2 separate regions of the Gasterosteus aculeatus genome follow, and region 2 is linked to region 1. Evidence: chromatin contacts called from public Hi-C data. All regions are on one chromosome and are shown on one strand. Each heading gives the region's core, a stretch centred on a gene start, on an enhancer-like site or on the middle of the called end of the contact. The rest is flanking DNA. Distances are from core to core; before and after follow the strand shown.

Region 1 (6,167 bases), core at 2,300-4,799:
CACACAAGCTCACAGCATTCAGTGTGGAGAGAAAAAGGGGGGAAAGTGGTCAGCTGTGCACCAAGTGTGCGGCTAAGAAGCAAAGGAAAGCTGTCTCCGTATGTTTGTGGCTGAATTCTTGTCTTTACAGAAACAACAACAACAACAACAAATGGTGCCGCTATGTATGTATATATATGCCTGTTTTATATAACAGGCATGAGAAAGAGATCCTTCTCTTTGCCGGACAGTCTCAGCTTGCAGCCCTCTGAGCCGCGACGCCGTGGCTCTGCTCTGGTATCCCGTAGTTACTGCTATGAATTTTCCATTGTTATCAGGCGACTACACCGGTGTCACAAAGCTGGATGAATAGCACGCATGGCAATAGATGTAACCCTTTGTTGCTTGCAAGGTATCTAGCAGAGAGCGATAATGTCCTGGTAATCGAAGTAGAATTGTTAAAAAGGCCGCACACAAAAAGCTGAAAATGTAGTGACAAGCATGAAAAGCGCTCATGCGATGAGAAAACACGGGGGCACCCCGGGGTCCTCACAGGCCAGACAGCCACCCTCAACATTGTTCTTACTTAGCCTCCATATTTGTGTCACTAAATCTGGCTTTGCTGCTGATTTTAGGTGATCATTTTATAATTCAATTTACTAATTTATCCTTCTCCATGGCTAATGGCTGCCATGTACTTTCTGCCACAGGCCGAATATAAAATGTCAAAATGTATCGTAATTACCTATAAAGCAAAAAGCACAAGGGGGCAATTCCTGCATTATTGCAATGCATCTATAATTTTTGGAATTATTATTTTAGGGTCTGTAATATTAATAGTTATGCTTACTATTTATTATGTTTGGAGTTTCACACAATATATTTTTAACACACTACATTTTAAAATGAACAATCTGGATTTAATTACACAAGTCTGCTGTTTTAATCAAACTACAGCATTTTAAACCAAAATAAGTTTCTTACTTTTTTTAAACAGTTAAACTTAACACACTTTAATTTAACACTAAATTATTCATATATTTAAAAGTGTGGGTTTGTGTATAGTCAAGCGTGTGCAAATGCTTAAATGCTTAACGTGTAACCACAAAATCTACCTTGGGGCATGTATCCTACAGGTGCGTTTAACTGGTATAAAAAGCTTGTTTTCCATTCAGCCGTTAAATTATTGCCATGTCGCATATACCGCATGCAAAAACACGTCATATCCAATACAAATGAAAATTAAATAAAATAAAAATAGAGTTAAATGAAAATAAAAACGTGATTGACTCCGAACATGAAATATGTTTGAACAAAATTTGAAAATATAACATTTAAGAGAATTCGAGGCATCAGACTGACAAAAAAAGGCGAATTTGGGCCGATCGGAAAATAAATCCAAAGTGCGTTGTGAACTTCTAAAGAAACTCACAGATATTATGTTTTCCTTCATTTTAATAATCTAAAGCGGCCGATTGGGATGTAAAAATGCTCTACGATGCAACCAGGAAATACCTGACAGAGAAAGGGATGAGGAAGCAGAAAGACTCTTCACATTCTCGGGCCTCCGTCGGATCGCACATTTTTGAAAAAGAAACGCGCTCGTTCCGCACACACGACCGTGGAAACAGCGTAAGAAAGCCGAGCATATGACAATAACACAGCGGTGTGTTACTGCAACACACGTTTCCACATCTCACGGTTTATTCAAAAATGTTTAAGCGAAGTTTAAAAAAAAAAAAGATCAGATTTAATCCTTGTGGTAAAATACGGCCGCCAGAAAGTGGTTTAAACTGCGTCCATGCAATGCTGTCTAACGTGTATTAGGTTAAATCTTTCTATAATTCCAGTTAGAACTTTAGCTGACCCGCTGTATCCCTGCGCAGCGGGGCCTCCCAGACCCAAAACCAGAACCACCATGGTGTCTTCTTTTAATTGTTTTCCCTCCTCCATTTTTTTTTTTTTTAACGCAGAAAGATTTATTAAAAAGCAGCGCAGATGTCTCGTTGGGGTCGTGCTTACTGTTGGTAGTCGTGTTTGCAGTACAGTTTCCTCTCCCTGAAGTAGCAGCTGGTGGTGAGCGGCTGCTGACACACGGTGCATTGCAAACACTCCTCGTGCCACGAGGAGTCGTTGACTCGCATGAGGAAGCGGTCGGAGATGGGACGCTGGCATCCTTCACACACGGACGGGTGGTGACAGTCGCTCCCTGCGAAACAAACGGCACACGAGTTGTTGGAGGCACGTCAGAATTTTTTTTTTTAAACCCGGATTAATGACTCTAAAGGTGTGACGGGCTGATTACATTTATTTGCTGTATTTTTATTTTATTTTAAATTTCATTTTAAATTTAATTTTAAAGGATGGAATGTTTTTCTCCCCAATAAGGCCTGTAGATGACATCACTCAAACAGCCATGTCGGGAGGGGGGGGGGGGGGGGGGGGTCTTACATGATTGGTTTCTGTCTCAGTAGCAAATAAAACTACATTTTACATCGTTACCAGTAATTTGTTTTAAATCCATTTCGAATGCAATATGAACGTGTGACGATCCCAAGCAAAGGCGCAGTGGCCATGAACAGTCGCCTCCTGGCATCCAGATGGGGAAATAAGTTGTGTATGACCTGCGCGTGCACAGTTCGTTCACAGTGGTTGAAGAAGAAGAGGAGGAAGAAGAAGAAGACTCACCGAGCATGACCCCGAGCATGGCTTGTCCCGATCGCAGGGGATGGTCTTCCATTTTTATGCCGTCCAGCATGATGCACGTCTCGGACTGTCCCGCCGCGGAGAGGCGCTCCAGTGACACGAGACCTGTTGCAATATCCATAAGAACACGGTCAAACTTCTGATCAGGAAGCGATCCCGGGGCGCACGCGCGGCTGTCTGGAAGGCTGAAAGCTGTCGGAGCCGCGCGGGCACGCAGCCTGCAGCTCGCACGAGGAAAACTAAAAAAAAAAAAAGAAAAATTAAAAAAAGAAAAAAAGGAAAAAAAAAGAAATGCAAAAACAACAAAAAGAAAAACAAAGCTCGACGGTGATGCTCGCGATAGTTTAAAAGGCAGAGAGGCAAGTGTAAAAAGCGGCTCCACGTCTCTCCGGGGTGTCACGGGCAATAACAATCAACAACAAAACGCTCTCGAACAGTCACCTGTTAGGATCAGAAAAGCACTGAGGAGCCTTTATCTTCTTCTCGTCCTCGAGCCGACGGGACAAAGCTGGCAAAACTTCTTCGCGGAATAACAGTTTTGTTAAAGCTCGCGTGTGTGTGTGTGTGAGCGTCTCTGTGTGTGTGTGTGTGTGTGTGTGTGTGTGTGTGTGTGTGTGTGTGAGGAGGGGGGGGGGAGACGGGGGGAGCGGAGGGTAAGGGGGGGTGGGGGGGGGAGTCAGCAACACAACTTGACAACAAATCCAAAAATAGCAGCGTGTATGTATGTAGATGTCCCGGCAGTAACTGCGTGGAAGTAGCAGAGGCGCTCGGCTGCTTGTGTCCCGGCCGCTGCACACAGTCTCACACCGAGATCGGAGCGAGTGGATCCTCCCACTGCCACTGCGTGCATGGATGCACTTCTCTTTTTTTTTCCCCCCTTCTTTTTCATTCCTCCATTCACTGCCGCTGGGATGCTATTGGAGAGGAGTACAGTCTTCGGTCCAATAACAACACACACACACGCGCGCGCGCGCGCGAACACATGGAAGAAGAGCAGAGAGAAAAGTGGTGTTTTACAGAGGCCGGATTTTGCACGGAAGCAACAATGTGTCATAATAGCAATGATAACAATATCATTAATACTGTTGGAATCATATGAACACTAACACTAACTTCATCATTGTGCGTGTTATGTCCCGGTATTATATTCTATAATGTGACGTCACCATCAAACCATAACTGCGACATCTGGAAGTAAAGACATTCTTTATTCCTCATGGATTGATATCTGTATTTCTGTCAGGATGTGAGAAGTAGCGATCAGCATCACGTGCCTTTTCTTGCCCCTTTGTGTATTGTTTCCCGTCGGGGCCGCTGTCTCCTTTCAGCTGATGCACCTGGCGATCAGCGTCGATAACAGCGACAAACCGAGCTCTCCATCTGCGGGCCACGGAGAAGCGCCGGGAATAATGCTACACACAATCATAATAATCATTATAATGGTAGGCCAGGTAATAACATGCATAATAATACAAGCCTGTCCTGTATTTATTTTTGCAGAAATAACGGCTATACATGTTATGTAAAATATCTTACTCTCACTAGTTAAAAATTCCCAAACAAGTAAATGCGCGTTATTTAAAAATGACACGCATGCCTAATAATTACCGAGACGTCAGTGCGTGCGTTTTAAGGTGCTAGGTGCTGCACTGAGGCCTGTCTGACATGACAGGGCTGCACGAGAGGCTCATCGTGATCCAGCCCCGGACACGGACACCGGCAGGGCGATGCGCCGGGGACCGGACACAAGGAGACGCACAGCGGCGCAGACAAGCCAACGCAAGCATTCGTTTTCATCTTGATACTAACAGAAAAAATAACCGCCTGCTGCTTTATTCACGAGGGGATTCAGAGTTAACGGACACCACGGTAATACTATGTATCATAACTGGTTGAGACCATCTTGTGATAATTACTTGAGAGGAATAAAGGAAGGAAGGAAGGAAGGAAGGGAGCACATTTCAGTGCACATCTCCTCGGAGCCTTTCCCTCCCCATGGCAAAGGCCCGGCTGCTGCTCGTGGATGTCCTGCGTGGAGCATCGAGCGATGACCTGTAGCCCGGATGAGACGCGTGGCCCTCTGCCGTTCACCGGAGGTATCCCAAGCCCATCACAGGAGCCTGCAACCGAACCCACTTCCACCCACTGCCACAGTGCTTAACATTAGGAAACGGACACTTTTAAGTTTCTATTGTTCGTTAAAGGAGACGTTCAGTACACTTACTGTGTGGGAATCAGGTCCGTATACCTGCCAGTCATGACGTCATCCACCCTTGGCTGGCTTAGCTGTGTTTTTTTCTGTTGGGTGTTTTTCTTCTGTTTGCAGCTTGGGGTCAATTACCTCCACCTCACACGCACGATTATCTTACCACTAAGAAGCATTACGTGCCGTATAATCAATACATTTAAAAAAAAACATATAGTCTAATATATCACGTCTAACGCCCCCCCCTCCCCCTTCCCGTTCGTCCATTCAGCAGTTAGCCTATTGGCCAGGTCACTTGTGTTCACGAGGACATCAAACATTCATTCAATAAATCAATCTGCCAATTTTTTAGCCCGGCGGTGTTTTAATGAGCCTCTACATGACAAGCCCCCCTCCTCCCCCCCTCTTCTGCCGCTGTGAGGCAGGAAGAAGAAGAGGGGGGGGGGGGTACCCCCCCGTTGCAGCAGGTGTGCAGTACAGAAAGCAATGGTCTCCTTAAGTTAAGCAATTCCCTTTAAAGTAAGCAGAACTGTTGCATCCATCGGAAAGGTAAGAGAGCGACACAATGCGCCATTCTAGTGGCGCACATTCCTGCGGGCTGCTGGGATTTCGATCCGTTTTCAGCGTGAGGGTATAATGACGGAGTATGAAAATAAATTAGGTTCGAATACAGACGAGTGGCAAATTATTTCAGGAAAAGATAGAATTCAGATTTTTTTTTTAACTACATAGAATCGAAACGTTTGAAAAAAAGCGAAAACACGCGAACAGGTTTGCCCAAGAAATTAAGATTTTTCAGATTTTTTACACAAGAAAAGAGGAAGTTTGCGTTAAAGTGCGTGTAGAAAACGAAATATTCATCCCTATTATGTCAGTACCTTTAAAAAACAACATGTCTTTATTCATAAATTAATGTTCTCCTGTTCTGATAAGAACTATGGAACAAAACGGATTATTTGAGCAAATTATTTCAGGACTTTAATCTAATCCCAGCAAAGGCCTCAATCGAATCAAAATCTATGTGTAAACACATTGACCATCATCGGCTTTAATTACATCTTCATCCATCCGGAGAATAACCCTCACATCTCACACCGAGTCCGGCCTCAAACGCGCCCGCAGCTTTGCGCAATGTTTTGCAAAGAATCTCAGAAAATAATAATCCTCGACGCTCAAGTTATAACATATCAAAATATGAATACGCAGACAGTAGTAAAAGCTGCATCTACGTCATCATCGGTTGTTTTTGTTGTTGTTGCTTGAGAGCTCATCCCTC
Region 2 (6,002 bases), core at 2,249-4,748, 49 kb before region 1:
GATCACGTGAACCACATTCATTTAAGTGAAGTCAATTTAGCTTATTATGTAATTGCTGTGAAAACATGTGGAATCTGTCAAATGAGTTTGGAATTTCAATGTGGTGATGGAGATTGTATCTACAAAAAAAGAATCATAGAATATTATATAAAAAATAAATAAATAAAAAAACAAAATCAACCACCAAACACTCGTTCATACTCTGAGACCTTTAAATGTGATATGAGAATTAAAAAAAAACAGTTTAAATCACAATCTGATATGGAGAAAAAAAAAGACATTTGCACAATTCATTGTCACTTCTTGATCGTACAATCAGCTCGGCAGCATCCGTGTGACGGGATGAAAGGAGCGATCACAGCTGAGGCCACAGTGTTGCCGTCACATAGAATTTGGACTGTGTGATGGACAGATCAGATTGACTGGGCAGATATTAAGAGTGGGAGTAGGATATGACCGGGATGCAGATGAGAGGGAGAGGGGGTGGTAGTTGAAGATTGAAGCGGTGGGGGCATGGGGGAGGTGGGAGGGGGGAGGGTCATATCCAGGGAGACTGGGCAAGCAGCAGAATGCAGGTGGTGGCTGGCTGCTGCTCCTCAGCTGGGACCGCCGCCAGCTTGGCCCCTGGGTGCCCCGCTTTGAATTCAGCCCTTTGTGCTGCCCCGGGGAGGTCAGACAAATTCACGTCTCATCATACACTGAGATAGCAACGATACGGGGTAATGACTCAGCTGCAATTTCAACCCTGTTGCCTCTGCTGTAAAAAATGATCACAGCTTATCTCAACGTGGTGCGATGAGCAAATAGATTTATTCTATAGGTGAAAGACATTTTAGATTAACTTTGCATGTGTTTATTATAATTTACATTGTGTCCTGAAAACGCAAGCGTGCTTTTTGTTATCTATTGAAGCATATGGAAATTGATGTAAGGATAATGTGTTACATGTGACATTCAATGCAATGTGAGGCCTTTTGTGAGCCATTTTAATGCATTCAATGCTGTTTTGTATGATCCATTTTTCATTTATATTGAAAGAGTAACATCTTAATTTACTGTAATCAACTGCGTAGTTCATGGAATTGTATTTTCAGTCCCATATAAAGCAAATCAATTTTCTATGAGTCAAATGTTAACATCTTCACATAAATTTACTTGGACAGTCACACATTCACAGCAATTATGCACACTTCTTTTCTTTTTTTTTAAGGAACCAGTGCGTCAGTGAAACTGGGTGGCGGCCTACTTAGACCCGGGCAGGCTAGTGGACAGGCTCTAATGAGAAGCAGGAGTAGTGAGGTGGGAGTGGGACTGGCTGGAGGGAAGGGTCACATGGGGTTAACTATCAAAGATGAGTGCAAACGTATCCCTGTGGAAAAGACTCCGAGGAAAACATCACCCTGCACATGCTAAGCTCCCCAAACTGGGAGTTTCTCAGCTTAATTAATCCAAGACAGAACCTCCCCCTCCGCCCGAACCAAAAATTTGCTTCACTCCAGAAAAGAGCGAATGCTCACACACTTTAATGTCATGGCCACTTAGCTCGTAGATATTTCTTAAGCTACAGTGTTCATTTTTCCTACTTTGATTGTGCCAACGTGGAAACGGGTTGCATTTTAAAGCTTTAAAGGAATTCCATTATTCATAGACTATTCTTCAGTCAGTGAACTTTCGTGCCTTATTTATTTTTTGTACACATACAAGGTTAACCACATAATATGAAAGGAAACGTGTAATTGGAGGCCTCAACGTGATAGGAAATGAAGACGGATGTGAAAGTAAATAATCAGTTTTAAGAAATGGTGGCTGCCACGAAGTTGCCTGGAAGGCTAATTTTGATGATTGAGAAAACCTGTCTACAGTACAGCAATATAGACCAAGTGCACATCCCCAATTTGTCAAATCTAACCCATAAGAATAGTGGAAGACATTTTCATTTTAAGTTTGTTAAATCGACTATTTCCTATTTCTACGCTTTCTAAGGCTGACAGTTTCTTCACCAAAGTGTGAGCTACTGTGTAAATCTTTATCTCAAATACATTCATCCTAAAATCTGAAGTGTATAAATAAGATGAATCATTAGAATTGTTTCTGCAGATCCCGTTTTTTGTGACAAATGTGAACAAAGTTGTCAACTAATTGTCACACACCAAACTAAACAACTGTATGTTTTTAATGATGGGTAATACATTCAGTAGCTACACTCACAGATACTTGCTTAATTTGATCCTTTCTCGCATGTTTGGCTCTTGCTGCAACACTCACAATGAGGACCTTTCGTCACAGTAACACATTAGTTTCATCCTGATTTTCCAGACAAGGATTTCACTGGTAATGGCCTTGTAATGGCCCACAGGTCCTTGGGCATACAGGCTGTAGAGGCTATATTATTGAACAGTCACTTCTTGACTGACAATTTGTGTACATCTTGTACCGTCCGCTCAATCGGCCAAATTGGACACCGGACCGCCAAGAACGAGACTGATGAAAAGGAGGGTAGAGGAGACGTGAGAGGGACAGAATCAGTTCAACCGACGGGACTCCGTCAGCTTTCCCTATCTGGAACCAGCTGGCTTTCAGTTGCCTCGGAGCACACAAACGCTTTCTGTTCAGACACGCAGAATGTTGTTTTGCACCTCCTTTCATATGAAAGAAGTGCAACGCAGGGCAAACAACCATCGTCAAATGATTTGATTTGTAAAAAGATGTAGACAGACGAGATCTCTGTTGTGTTATTCCAATTCTGCCACCCACCGTAAGAACTCTCTAATCATTATAACACTGCTCAGTAATGACAGTTTACCACATTTCTACACGGAAGTACTCCCACATATCTGCCTCAGATTACTTTATTGTTACAGACTGGGGCTTTTCCTGCTGAGATCATTTACTGTTTCAGATTGGTTTCCGCTGAAGTCGGACTGAAATTCAAGCTCCAAGGCATCACGTATTAATCCAGTCTGATCGCTGTTGATGCCGTTTGCTGGAGGATCTTTGTGGCGAACACTAAAGATGGCTGGCACCTGTCTCTGCAGACGCAGCGCTGCAGCGGCACCCCGTGTACTTTGCATAGTTATGTTTTAATTGTATTACAGCCAGCATGGGCTATTAATGTTGTTCTGTTCCAATTGCTTGAGTGACAAAAATATGTCACATTCCCCGTCAGCTCTTGTGTGTGTCTGTTTGCTCAGAGAGAACGTAGAAGTGCTATCCTATTCTGCAAATAGGACTGGATAAAGTGTATAACGTACAGTATATTTTCAGTGTTCATTTTGAATCTTAGCTTCACTTCACAACACATCAGACCAGAATGTGGCGTAAAGGATTAATGGCTGTGTAGCTTCCTCGACTGGCATTGAAGTTGTGTGTCTCTTCTGCATTTTCCCAGACAGTTTGAAGACAAACTGTGGACCAAGAGGACAGAATCCAATGTTCCCAAGGCGAGTTGACGAGAAACGTCAAGAAGAGACATGCACCTTCAAAGGGTGGAAGCCACAGGCGAGGGTTTGTGTACGGCAGCTCTCTGTCAGGGCATGCTGTCTCCTCCGGAGCCTCCAGTTCCACAACACCTGAAGAAGAAGAAAATCAGGCCGTTCTCTCAATCTGAGGGTTGACGCTGAAAGTCCTCTTTGTAACGGGAGTTGTAAAATAATGATAATGTTTCAAAGTCTCATTATTTAACTGCAGTTTAAAGTATGATGAATCTTAAAGCGATGGGATTTGAAATTTCATCTAATGTCTCGTTTACTTTTGTGTAGCGAGTTAATTGAGAAGTTGGATATCATTCTCATCTGTTCTACTAGTCAGTTACATGTAAAGTCAATACACAGCTGGTTAGCTCAGCTTAAACAATTAAAAGAGGGGAACATTTGATATGTACGAGAGACTTCACATTTTGACTCCCAGCTCATTAACTACTGACGCTTGGTCAACGTCCCTCAACCACATGAGAAACTGATTATGTTCTATAAGAAAAGATAATGATTTTATCCAAAACCACAATCTCTCCAAGCCAAACCAAGTATTTGTGTTGTACTAAAAACCAGTTAACCAACACTGGAAGATTGTTATGAAAAGATGCCAGATTCCATTTTAGGAGCGGAAACTGACACGACATGCATGTGTTTATTATAATTTACATTGTGTCCTGAAAACGCAAGCGTGCTTTTTGTTATCTATTGAAGCATATGGAAATTGATGTAAGGATAATGTGTTACATGTGACATTCAATGCAATGTGAGGCCTTTTGTGAGCCATTTTAATGCATTCAATGCTGTTTTGTATGATCCATTTTTCATTTATATTGAAAGAGTAACATCTTAATTTACTGTAATCAACAGCGTAGTTCATGGAATTGTATTTTCAGTCCCATATAAAGCAAATCAATTTTCTATGAGTCAAATGTTCACATCTTCACATAAATTTACTTGGACAGTCACACATTCACAGCAATTATGCACATTTTTTTTTAAGGAACCAGTGCGTCAGTGAAACTGGGTGGCGGCCTACTTAGACCCGGGCAGGCTGACACGACATCCCTGAAACGTCCAAAACGGACCTGCAGTGTCATAGTTTAGACTGACAAATCGCCAGTATTTCACAAGTCGGGAATGAGAACATGTTGAGGGAAACAAAATCTGCATATCAGCGCTTAAAAGATCCTCTGATTTTCTTCCAACTTGTCATGTTTGCAGATAAAACAAGCCACATATATACATATACCATGTTTACATCAATCTATCTGTCCAGAAACAATATGTCATTTAGTGAGACAAAGATTTGGTGGGAGGAAGTTGCAGTAATGATAGAAGAGAGGTATCAATCTCCTCCAAATGATTCCCAATCTCTGGCATTTACTTTCAAACACCGCTGGCTGCTCCCGAGCAGAGCCTGTTAATGGAGCAGCCCAAAGTACGTAAAGCATATAGCATACATTTGGCAAAGACAGAGTTGTACTTATTCTTGTTCAAGGCCCTGCTCAGTGGTTAGCGCTCAACGCCGCGGAGCTGGTCACCTCTCGCTTGTCAGCAGAGGAAGTCAACAGAGAGCCTCCATTGAGGCGGGCACCGCCGGTCTGATGACATGTATGAAGGTGGGGGCGGGGAACATGTGAACTCAGATGCCGCGATACCATTTCAGGAGTTCGGCGGAGTCCGTTCCCCCCCCCGCCCCCCTCCTCAAGGTGGCACACAAGCACAAAGACTTCAAAACTCCTGCAGGAGCCCACTGAGAAGGTCCGACTTCGCCGAGCAGGAGCCATGAGAAACATGAGCCCGGCACAGAGCAGCACGCGCTGCTGGTGTGCACGGCAAAGAGGGGTCCGCCGGCGGGGCCCGAGGGCGGGGCCGAGGCTGGGATTAGGCCAGATATTACTCCTTTCAACAAAAAACGCCACAGTGCACGGCTGTGTCCCGCTCTGGTGGCTCCACTTAGCTGACTGACTGTAGTGTGATCAATATTTACTCATAACGGCCACACCGGGAGGTCACGACCTCTAGGCATTCATGACTGCTTGTGATCTGGAGTTATGGCTCATAGAGAAAAGAAATACTCACTGAACAATCAATGTAATGTATTCAATGACAGCAAATATATAATAGGTATCAATTAGTGATGAAATTTGTTAAAGTTAAATTTCCCAGTGTGAAAAACGTGTTGTACTTGAAGAATTTCCTTCGTCTGTTCAAAGCATCAGTGTATGTGTTGACTTGTGGCACGGCCTTAAAGGTCAGGCTGTCTTTATTGCACCCTACATTTCTATTCTAAATCCATCTTCATTAAACACAAAAGAGGACAATGTCCTTCTTTGGACTCTTAACACTTAACCTCGGCAGGCACAACAATATTGTAAAGTTGCAAATCTCCTTCCAAAATGGCCCCACGGTTAATAATTAAGCCGTGACATTTGGGAGAGACACCAAAAAATCCATATGGTGAAATTTACTAACCTTTTGAAAAGCTAGCAAGCTTTTATCTTGCTCGCGGCTGTTTATCCACAGGTT

Evidence for each region. A called contact is a pair of places that touch in the nucleus more often than the background predicts.
Region 2: a contact with region 1 is called in a Hi-C map of whole body, with 7 times the contacts expected there. The contact joins the enhancer-like site here to the promoter of lmx1bb in region 1. A contact is called at or near these places in 6 of 6 Hi-C or Micro-C datasets (blood and trunk muscle, liver, skeletal muscle and 2 more).

The regions. Positions count from the first base shown.
Region 1 is chr13:15,497,830-15,503,996 of fGasAcu3.hap1.1, reverse strand. It overlaps lmx1bb (LIM homeobox transcription factor 1, beta b), which reads right to left and starts at 3,549. Exons shown (of 9, transcript XM_040196132.2): 1 at 3,127-3,549; 2 at 2,668-2,790; 3 at 2,002-2,188. The coding sequence starts at 2,737.
Region 2 is chr13:15,547,422-15,553,423 of fGasAcu3.hap1.1, reverse strand. No RefSeq gene overlaps it. Among protein-coding and RNA genes, the nearest start is that of zbtb34, 16 kb to the left of the region's middle. Within about 2 kb of position 3,498, at least 1 of the 9 cell types and tissues checked has open chromatin away from gene starts, as enhancers often do.